Regions from separate parts of the Zea mays genome. Here region 1 is linked to region 2. The links are chromatin contacts, called in public Hi-C maps. All regions are on one chromosome and are shown on one strand. Each heading gives the region's core, a stretch centred on a gene start, on an enhancer-like site or on the middle of the called end of the contact. The rest is flanking DNA. Distances are from core to core; before and after follow the strand shown.

Region 1 (5,569 bases), core at 1,648-4,147, 320 kb before region 2:
GGTGGTGGCAACTGAGGCAAGATCCATATTATCGTGTGGATGTATAGATGGCCAAATGAGCCGTGTCTGGCGAGCCGGCTCGAGGCACAACCCATTTAATAGTGCCTGGCCAACCCGCACGAACGTCGTGCGGTGCTTGGGCCGTAGCCTCGACCCGTAGTGCTGGCCCGGCCGACACGGTTATTTTTTTATTTTACAAAAGATCATATATACATATGTACAATTTATATTCAATATTATAAACACATGAGCATGATGTTCTACTGGTTATACAACTTTGTCCAGTGTCTTCCACCCTTCTTCCCCCACCTCCTGCACTGTTTTTTAACATTTTACGCTGAGTTGATTTAGAAGAAATGTAGAGATTTTTTTAAAAGATGATGCAGGACGACCATTGAAACTAGTGCTTTAAGTATACTAGTCGGTTGCCCGTGCGTTGCAACGACTTACAACAATACCCACATAAACTATCTATCAAAAAAATTCAAGATTTTTATTGATTGTCTCTGCTCTCTGTATATTTTTTTTGATTTAGCTAACTGATGTTATTGTTTACTCCATGCAATGTCTTGGTACAACTCGACCAATGAAGTGAGCGATTAGAAGAGAGTTTACAACGACTGACTGAACGAACAGAGATTATAAAATGACATAATTTCACCATACAGAGACCAAATAAGAGAAAGTTTGTGAGCTCAAGTTTCTAAAATATGTCACATGAAGTCAAACTTATAAAAAGATAGATCAAAATATGGAGTGATTGCTAAAGTCAGGCATAAATAAAAATTGTATGCACTCCATATAAATTATGCTACTTCGTAGCAATTAATAACGTTTAAAACCAATAAATAACCTTTTATTTTACTGTTAGTGTGACAAATCATTGTTGCTCCATCCAATTCAGCAATCTCAAACACCATGTAGTCCATTGCACCAATGTGGTCTCAGAAACGACCGAATTCTTGCAAGAGCCAATAACGCTGTGTCGTGCTTGGGTTGTAGCCTCGGCCCGTAGTGCTGGCTCAACACGATTATATATTTTTATTTTACAAAACAAACGTATATACATATGTACAATTTATATTCAATATTCAAAACATTTGAGCATGATGTTCTACTGGCTAGACAATTTCACACAGTGTCTCTCGTCCTTTTTCCATCAGGGCATGGATTCGAACCTCACCTACTGCACCATTTTTTAACATTTTACACTGATTTAATCAAATGGGACTACGGGCTAGCCCGACACAGTCAGCAGGTCGACATGACGTGCATGGGCCATAGTTGTGGCCCACATGCGTCTAGCCCGTGCTAGGCCAACGTTTACACTGATTTAATCAAATGGGCCGACGGGCTAATGGGCTGACTCGGCACAGTCAGCAGGCCGACGTGACGTGCCTGAGTCATAGTTGTGGCCCATGTGCGTCTGGCCCGTGCTGGACCGATGTTTGGCCATCTATATATGTGCAACGGATTAATTTGAAATATGTGTGATGAGTTATTTGTAAAAAGATGACGCATGACGAGCATTGAAACTGGTTCTTTAAGTATAACTAGTTAGTCCAAATGTTTGTGTTGGGCAATTCAACCACCAAAATCAATTAGGAAATAGGTGTAAGCCTAATTCCCTTTCAGTTACCGATGAATCCGATCGAAAAAATTCGAAATCGATTTCTGGAATACCGAAAAATTCTGAAACCGTTTTCATCCCTAGTTATAGTTTACTCCATGCAATATATCATGGTACAACACGACCAATGAAGTGAGCGATTAGAAGAGAGTTCACAACGACTGACTGGACGAACAGAGATTATAAAATGGCAAAATTCCACCATACAAAGACCAAATAAGAGAAAGTTTATGAGCTCAAGTTTCTAAAATAAGTCACATGAACTCAAACTTATAAAAAAGATGGATTAAAATATGGAGTGATTGCTAAAGTCAGGCATCAATAAAAGCTGGATGTGCTTCATATAAATTATGCTACATCATAGCAATTACTAACGTTTAAAACCAACAATTAATCTTTCATTTTACTATTAGTGTGACAAATCATTGTTGCTCCATCCAATTCAGCAACCTCAAACACCATGGAGTCCATTGCGTCAATGTGGTCTCAGAAACGACCTAATGCTTGCAAGAGCCAAGAACGTCGTGCCGTGCTTGGGTTGTAGCCTAAGCCAGTAGTACTGGTTCGGCCCGACACGATTATTTTTTTTATTTTACAAAAAAATGTATATACATATATACGATTTATATTCAATATTAAAAATATCTGAGTGTGATATTCTACTGCTTAGACAGTTTCACCCAGGGCAATAGGTTCGAACCCCACCTCCTGCACTGTTTTTTAATATTTTACACTGATTTAATCAAATGAGCCGATGGGCTGGCTCGACACAGTCAGTAGGCCGACATGATGTGCTTGGACCAGAGTTGTGGCCCGCGGGCGTCTGGTCCGTGACGGGCCGTTGTTTGGCCATCTATAGACGTGCAACAGATTAATTTGAAATAACTGTGAGTGGTTATTTGTAAAAAGATGACGCGGAACGACCGTTGAAACTGGTGCTTTAAGTATAATATAGATATAGAATAAAGATTTGTTAGCTAGCTATTTTTATTAGGATTTTTTAATCAACTAAATATTAAATCTAGTACATTCTGTTGTCCATTCATACCGTCCTTTATTTATGCAATCCTTTTGTTTGTTGTTCAAGACAGATATTTTAATGAGTGAATGAATGGAAGGGCAAGTCCCGTGGGCCGGAGGATCCAAACAAACGGCACACGGAACGAAAAAGCTTCACGACTTTCACGAGACAAAACAACCCGAGCAAGAAAACAAAGCACGACCAGAACCGCAGAGGGGGGACACCCGGACTCAGAGAGAGAGAGAGGGGCATTCGCCCGTTCGAATTCTCTCGCCTCGGCCTCCTCCTCACCTGCCTGCTCGGCTGCTCGCCAGACCAACCACAGCCGTCGGCGCTGCAGACCGCGGCGGGCAGGATCAGCGGTGCGTAGCCTGCCCATTTCGCGAGGTAGATCCCTGCTCAAGTCTTCGCCGCTTCATTTTCCGTGGGGAGTTTTTTTTTCATGGTTTTCTTTTCTGGGTGAAAGTTTGGGTTTCTTCGGGAGGGAGGGAGGGTGGGGAGAGGTTCTAGGAGTTGCCGAAGCGATTCTGCTCGATCGATTCAAATGCGGCCGACCGGACGATAGCGCTAGCGCAGGGGTTTAAGCGCGTGCTTTCTGCTTGGTTGCCAGGGTTTGAGCATGTTTTTTTTGTGTGTGTGTGGTTAGTTTCTCGATCTGACGCGATTTCGTGACGCGTCGATGCACTTCTTTCGTGGGTAAAAAAGAATCTCGTTACCTTTGCTTGATTAACCCATGTAGATGTAGGGTTCTTGTTCTTGACATTTTGTTCAATTCGCTAAAGGCACGGGAACTACTGGACACTGGTGCAGAAACCAATATGTACAGATTTTTCTCCTTGTGAAAGACATGCTAACGCAAGCTTGATATGAGCCTACATGAAAGCTTTGAACAAGTCCATGAGACGCCTACCTGAAAACTTTGAACAAGTCCATGAGACTTGAGAGATATTTGTTGCAAGTAGGAAGACCTGTCAGGTCAACCACTTGAAAGCATCACCTGAGGTCCTAGGGACCATGTGTGCTTCAGCTATTTCAAAATCTCGTAACAGTATCCAATCATATAGCTAGACTGTGCTGGAGCTGTAAAATTGCACTTTTACGCAAGATATGGTATCATGGCAAGGAAAGGATTTGTGTTTACAGTGCCAGTAGTAGGATGCACACACTGCTGCCTTTACCGAGAGCGTATCTCTCCCATCCCCTTTATTAAATCTCACATAGTGTAAATGAAAATATTCGTCATTTTTTCATAGCAGGACCATATAATTCCAAGACCCTGATGATGGCCACAACTGCTTATATCGATGATTCCTGTTCGGAGGTTATTGATCCCCCGAAGACTGAGGTGCTGGATGTTGCTGAACTCCCTGGTGACCATACTCAGAACCCACCAAAACCGAATGTTGTGGTGTCTAGCAGTGTGCGTGAACTTCTGGAATGTCCAGTCTGTTTGAGTGCCATGTATCCTCCTATTCATCAGGTGCACATTCATACTGATCCATGACGTGTTTATATCTATAACCTGTCTAAATGTAGAATTGGATGAAAATTATGGTTTACTGGTTTAAGAGTTCCTTTCAATATCATGTACTACTATCATCAATCCACCATTTAATTCTGACCCGTTTCAATTTCCTTAGACCTTTTAATCTTCAGTGTTTATAAACCTTAACTTTTACTCTCTCTTCCCTTTTTTTGGTTAGCTATGGTGCAGTGCAGAATAGTAATATGTTCTGCTTTTTATTCAACTATTTAAATCTTATTTCTTATGATAGTAATGCCATCTTTTGTCTATGCAGTGCTCTAATGGTCATACATTGTGTTCCGGATGCAAACCAAGGGTTCATAACCGTTGTCCAACTTGTAGGCATGAACTGGGTAACATAAGGTGTCTTGCTCTTGAGAAGGTGGCTGCATCTCTTGAACTTCCATGCAAGTACCAGTGCTTTGGGTGCCCAGGCATTTATCCTTACTACAGCAAGCTGAAGCATGAGTCGCAGTGCCAATATAGACCTTATAGTTGTCCATATGCTGGATCTGAATGCACAGTTGCTGGTGACATCCCATATTTGGTGAATCACTTGAAAGATGACCACAAAGTTGACATGCACAATGGCTGTACCTTCAATCATCGCTATGTAAAGCCAAACCCTCATGAAGTTGAGAATGCCACATGGATGCTTACGGTACTTCACACTGACACCAATACGTTGATTTAAATTTCTGTTGTTTTTACTGTAGTTTGTTTCTGCATAGATAAAAGTCTATGGCGTAGAAACTTCTGTATATATTTGTAGTGTGTGTTTACCGACTTTTATCTATTTGTTGCATGTATATTTTACTGTTGTTTGCTTCTTCAAAGGTAGAAGTTCATTTTTCTATCCTGTCTTGGAAACTTTTGCACATTTGTCAGATATTGATGTAGTGTGACTGTTTATCGACATCTACATATTTGTCACATATATACGATGAAGATGCTGAACATGGTACACACTTGTTGGACGAGAAATGATTAGGTGCTGATCATAATACACACCTAAAACACGACTAGAGGGAGAAACGTGCACCCTCATTTTTTATAGGTAGAATTTGAGAATGAAACCTGGGTACAAACTGAGCGATAGCTAGTGGTGGGGCTGGTCGTGGTCATGCCCTCTGACCGGGGTTCGGAACTCTGGTATTGCAAAAGATCCCCATGCTTTGCTCCCTGGCTTGGGGCTGTGGTGTGCTGCCGGCCTAGGTAACAGTGAGCTGCACTGGCCTTGGTAACGGTCAGCACAAGTTCAGTTTGGCCCTATAAATGGGCATGTGTCAGGGTTTGAGGGGTTTTCTCAACTGGGCTCATATGGCCCCTTCTTAATTATAATGCTGTGGGAGCAGTTCTTTCCCCACCGGTTGATAAAATCAAACACTGGTTG
Region 2 (5,662 bases), core at 2,343-4,842:
AGAAGATAATTATTGTGCTTATTCCCTGTTGGCGACTCAGGAAGCGTGCAATCAAGGAGTTTACATACTCCTGTTGGCGACTCTTATTCCCTAGACAGTGGGAAAGGGGACCGTGCCTCTGTTCAGGACTGACTAGGCCCAGATCACAATTCATATAGTTTGCGCTCTTACATCATGGATCCACGGTGCATTGTCACCTACAGTGCGATTGAAAGTTCCATCGTCTTGCATCCAACATTTGAACCCACCAATTTATGGTAAGGAAGTCGAACAAACAAAAGAATTGTATCTTCACAAAGGACCGACGGACGGCATCGTTGCTCGTTGCATCGCATCATCAGAAAAAGAGCAAACGTTCAGCGGACTGGGGTGTAGTGCTCCATCTGCAGCTGGTGCAGCGCAGCCTCGGAGCCGAAGCTGTGGTGGCCGCCGTGCGACCTCCGCGTGCGCGCCCTCGCGGGCGTCATGGGGCTCTTGGCCGGCACCCGCGGCGACCGCTGCGCGACGGGCGGCCTGGCGAAGCCCATGTCGCTGGCGACGGAGGGGATGGGCGACATGGACGGGATCGGCGAGAGCAGGCGGTCGGCGAACGGGAAGCAGTGCTCCGAGTAGGCGTCGTAGCCGGCGGCGGAGCGCTCCTTGGGCGTGCTCATGGACCTGAACTTGGCCTTGGCGGACGCGGTGGAGGCCATGTACCCCGGGAACTGCGCCGCGTCGCCGTAGCAGTCCCCCCTCGGCGGCGTGCGCGTCGGCCGGGCGAAGGAGCGGCGGGCCGAGCAGCCGAGCCGGTCGACGACGTCGTCGTGCTCACCCCTGCTGGCGCTGCGGGTGTACGGGGACTGGTGCGCCACGGGGACGTCCTTGTCGAAGGGCTGCGAGCCGACCCACTCCTCCAGCCAGCTCCAGCGCTGGTTGTTCAGCGCGTCCGCCTCGTCGTCCCTGGACATGGAGGGGGAGGGCGGCCGCCGGAGGCCCAGCTTCTCGTTGTGCAGGGAGGCGTACTGCAGCGCGCGCACGCGCTTGAGGGCCGCCTCCTCCTTGCTCCTCGTCATGGCGCTCATCTCTTCCTTGGAGAAGATGCTGCTGTCCCACCGCTTGTTGCTCGCCTGCTGCTGCTCCTGCACGGGCCCAGTTCAATCAGTCAGTCCGCCGGTCGGTCGCCGTCGAGTACAGTATTACAGCAGTGGCCGGGAACGGCAGCCGGAAATCCACCGTGCTCAGCGGTGCCAGTCTGTGATACACACGACACGAGTCGTACGAAACGCTGCCGTCATTCCTGCCGTGCTCAGTTGGACTGCATCACCTGGCTCCACGAGCCCCGTGCGGCTGGCTGGCTGGCGCGACCACGCAGACGCAGCACTGCACCTGCACGGCTGGAACCACCCCGCACGCATCGAAACAAACAGAGGCCAGGCACAAGTCGCGCGGGAGGGTCCCCCGCGCCGCCAACGACGAATGGAATCCCCCGCACACACACTGACACACACATCACACGCGCATGTGCCGTCGGACGACGCGCCGGCGTGATCGACCGGCCACCAGCCAGCACCTCGCCCGCCAGCCTTTACCCAGTTATCCACATGCCGAGCATGTGCGGCGCCAATCATTCCGCATGTTCCGTCCGTTCATCCGTGCCGCAAGGCGAGACCGCGAGAGTGACTTACGTGGACGGCGGCGGCAGCGGCAAAGAGCTCCCTGCCGCGCCGCAGCAGCAGGGCGTCGTCGTCGTCCGCCGCCTGCTGCTGGTGGTGGTCGACGCCGCCGGCCCTGGACCGGTGGCGGGCCTGGATCCGCATGAGGGATTCGAGGCCGCGCAGCGTGGCCGCCGTCTGCCGCCGCACCGCCTGCCCCCGGATCAGCGCCTGCAGCCGCACCAGGCCCTTGAGCGCGCGCAGCGCCCGCCGAGCCTGCGTTTCCGGCAGAGCGACCAGCATCTCATCAGCGACATGAATGCTGACCAGAACCAAAAAAAAAGGGATGGCGAAATGGCCCAGTTCGCATACACTTGACAAATAGCCGCATCAATGTTACGAAAAATACACCGACTTTGAGACGGATCGCGTCACTATATTTACGAACCCAAAAAAACCTGCATTGTAGTAACGACCGACGACGTACCAGGTATCCGCGGTAAGCCGACTGGATGGCGACGGCGGCCTGCTCCCGCTCCTTCTCCTGCCCCCGCACCTGCCGGGGCAAGGGCGGCACCACCGGCGCCTGGCCGGTGAGGCGGACCACGTGGGCGGCGGCGTGCGCGGCGGCGACAGCGGCCTCGGCGGCGGCCGCGGTGGCGAGGGCGACGGCCACGGCGTGCTTGCTCTGCTCGTCCTCCGCCCGCCTGATCTGGTCCGGTTCCGTGGCCGCGGGCGCGGGCGCCGGGAGCGCGAACGACTGCTGCGCGCGCAGCTTCCCCGGCAGCCACCGCTTGCTCTTGGCCTTCTGCGGAGGCGAGCGAGAAACAATTCATTGTTTGTTTGTTCCCGTGGACACCGATCGACAAACAAGATAAACGAACAGATCGCAGCAGGACGGGGGCGGGGGCGGGGGCGTGGTCGAACCTTGTCTGGTGCTGGTTTGGGCGCGGGCTTGGGGTCGGACGACGAGGTGGTGAAGAGCCGCCTGATGCGCTCGATCCAGCTCCTCCTCCTCTTCTCCTTGTCCATGTCGCCGACGGCCGAGCGAGCGAGAGCGGTAGCGGCTGCACTACTCTCTCTCTCTCTCTCTATCTAGGCTCCACTGCGCGGCGGGTATCTGAAGCAAATAAAGCACACAGCGGGCATCGGCATCGCCAGAAATGCAGGGGAAAAGAACAAAAAAAAACAGGGAATCAACAGGTGGTGTGGTTCCCGCGTCTGGATCGCAAGATCCACGGGAACATGGACTGCAAGTGTGGCAGTGGCGGTACGGCACGGCACTTCGCCGGAGACGCAAAATCCACTTTCCGCGTCCGCGCAAACCAATAAATCCCAAAAGGGGGGCTTCCGTTCTTTTATTATAGTAAAAAAACAAAAAAAATGAAGAGGGCTGCACTGGATTCATGATCGACAGCTGTGGCCCTCGGCAGACGCCAGCGATCAGAGCGAGGACTAGAATGCACAAACGAAACAAAACAAAACAAAACAAAAAAATGAAGAGGACTGCACTGGATTCATGATCTGTGACTGTTGCCCTCGTCAGACGCCAGCGATCATCAGAGCGTGGACTAGAATACACAAAGGAGCGATCGAATCCAAACGTGACGGGAACTCGTGCCAAATCTAAGTTGCTGCTGGTGGTGGTGGGGAGATGGACGGAACTGGATGCCACGACGAAAGACGAAGAGATCGCCAACCGGGGACGGGAAGAGGACCAAAACATACTCGGCGTACCTGCTGTTGTGTGGGCTCTGTGGCCCTCTGGGGGGATCCAAGAGCCCTGTCGCGCTCTCGCGTAGCGTCTCGCCCCTCGCGACGCAAGCTGGACAGCCCGAAGACACGGTGCGGCGCTCAAGGCTGCGCGGAGACCGAACGGCTCCGCGGCAGATGCGCCTCGCTCCCGCTCCCCATCCGAGTTCCGATGGGACGACGAGGGAGGGAGAAAGAGAGAGAGGAGTGGGGAGTGTGAAGACTGAGGACCACTGCCGCGTCCAGTTTATATATGGACGGCACCCATTTGCAGAGAGACGAGGCAAGACTCGCGAGACGCGCCCGGCTCAACTCCCGCCTTGTCTGCTGCTGCTCCCGCTTGATCAGTGGGTGGGCCCCCCGCCGTATGGGGAAACAATACGAGAATACTCCTACAGGCGCAGTAATGACGAACCAAACCAATGGTAGCCGTGGTAAAGTAGTAAGTACTAGATTTTTCATTGATTGGTCGATGAATGGGCGCGTCGAATTCTCCAGCGAATGCAAAGGGTTTTTCTTTTCGGCAGGTGACGTCACCCTATCCTTTTCTCTCATCTCTTGGCCAACCGCAACAGCTGTAGTCTGTAGATAGGGGAATAAAGGAGGAGAAAGCAGGGCACTCCTTAAAAAAGGCTGGGCTGCAGGTGCATGACACGACGAGTGCCTGAAAGTCGTTGCGTTGCGTTGCGTTGCTTTTGCAGGCGCACTGGCGCTGCCTATGTGGGAGGGAGACGAGAGATCCGATCAAAAGCCGGGAAACGCAGGCACTCGAGTGCGGCGCGGGACGCCATCCGTGCACATGTCGCGCGGGACGCCACAGCAGGGCGGAACGCCGGGTCTACGTAGCTACTAGCATGGATGCACCACGCGAGAAAGCGTGCAGGGGACAGGAGTCGAGTCGACATGGGTTCTTTCTTTTCAGGGAGGGAGGGAGGGGTCGACACTGCATTCGCCCTCAATAAAAGCAGCACCGGCTCGGCTCCATCCATGTCGAGAGGAAAGAAAAGTGCGCATTTGACTCGCTTTCCGCGGGGACAAAGCTGGGGCCGGCCTTCAGATCCAATCCCGCCTTGCATGCACGAGCAATAATGGCGTCCACCACCATGTGGCACAGCACAGGCAAATGTGGGGCGCCGTGCTAGAGAACAAGGCGGCCACAGGGAGATGGAATCGTCCGACAGGTGACCGGAGCACAGGGACAGCCTGCTTCCATTCAATTCACACGGGGGAACGGAACTGGTGTAGGAGGAGTACTCCTGACTGACTCACTGACACAAACTGTTGCCACGACTGCTGTGGAAACAGTTTTTTTACCAGATGTACTGTACGTAATTGTTTTCCAAAATGGTTTTATTTAGTACTACGTATATAGTGGTTGGAATGTCGGATCCTATAGCCCCCACATGGCTCCGTCGCACACATGCACCACCACCACTGTGCAGTGTGCACTGATCAACCGGTGCCGTGTCTCCTTCCCCGTGGAGAGCTTGACATGCAAGGCCTCTCTCTCTCTCTATACGCGGATGTACGCATCCAACTTATGATCTTATGATGTGGGCAGCAGCTGCAGTGGGCATATGGGAGTCTGGCAGTCTCCCACAGACATCCTCGCCAACCTGTTGCAGAGTTGCAGACCCTGCTGCTCTCTGTGGCCACCGACCGGTTTTCCAGAGGCCAGAGACTTGGTTTTGGGGGGTCCCTGCCAATGATTCTGCCGCCCAAACTGACTGTACAGTATTGGTTCAGCTGGGTAGCGCAGCGCAGTGAACTGATGCAGCATTCCATCCAGTATGCCAAGCTCCAGCTGACTGGATCCGCAAATATGAACTTCATTCATCGGGCCATATTCCTAAATCGCAATCATGTCGTCTCCCGCAGCTTATCTTCGTGTACCATTCACATAGTATTGTTTATGGAACGTCTTTTATCTCTTCTATCCCTTTCCCTAGCAGAGCTATTGAACTCTTTTTTTTTTTTTGCTTTATCAGCTCCGGGTCCTCTGACGCTAAAAGCAGTGTTACAAGGGCACGTGCAACACGATTAGATGAAGGGTCTCTATAGGGTTAAAGTAAAAAAAAATTTAAGAGGCGAACATTTTTCAGATGGTCAAGTTGAGTGCCATTGAACTAATTTTCCACGGAAATTATCATAATCCCAACATACTTGTGCATCAATATCAGTCTCTCTGTCCGCAAAAAAAAATTATCACTAGTACATATGCGTGTTAGATTTGTAGCAAAAAACACTAGCAATATTTACATCTCTAAATAAGTTTATTT

The links. Hi-C and Micro-C count contacts between places; a contact is called where the count stands out from the background.
Region 1: a contact with region 2 is called in a Hi-C map of ear, with 2.0 times the contacts expected there. The contact joins the promoter of LOC100170243 here to the promoter of LOC103634991 in region 2. A contact is called at or near these places in 3 of 25 Hi-C or Micro-C datasets (ear, leaf and tassel).

The regions. Positions count from the first base shown.
Region 1 is chr1:61,578,394-61,583,962 of Zm-B73-REFERENCE-NAM-5.0, reverse strand. It overlaps LOC100170243, which reads left to right and starts at 2,897. Exons shown (of 4, transcript NM_001161349.1): 1 at 2,897-3,038; 2 at 3,905-4,131; 3 at 4,451-4,837. The coding sequence starts at 3,931.
Region 2 is chr1:61,256,277-61,261,938 of Zm-B73-REFERENCE-NAM-5.0, reverse strand. LOC103634991 (IQ-domain 1) reads right to left here and starts at 3,592. Exons shown (of 5, transcript NM_001362604.1): 1 at 3,369-3,592; 2 at 2,559-2,751; 3 at 2,119-2,439; 4 at 1,665-1,907; 5 at 2-1,118. The coding sequence starts at 2,663. The coding sequence ends at 357.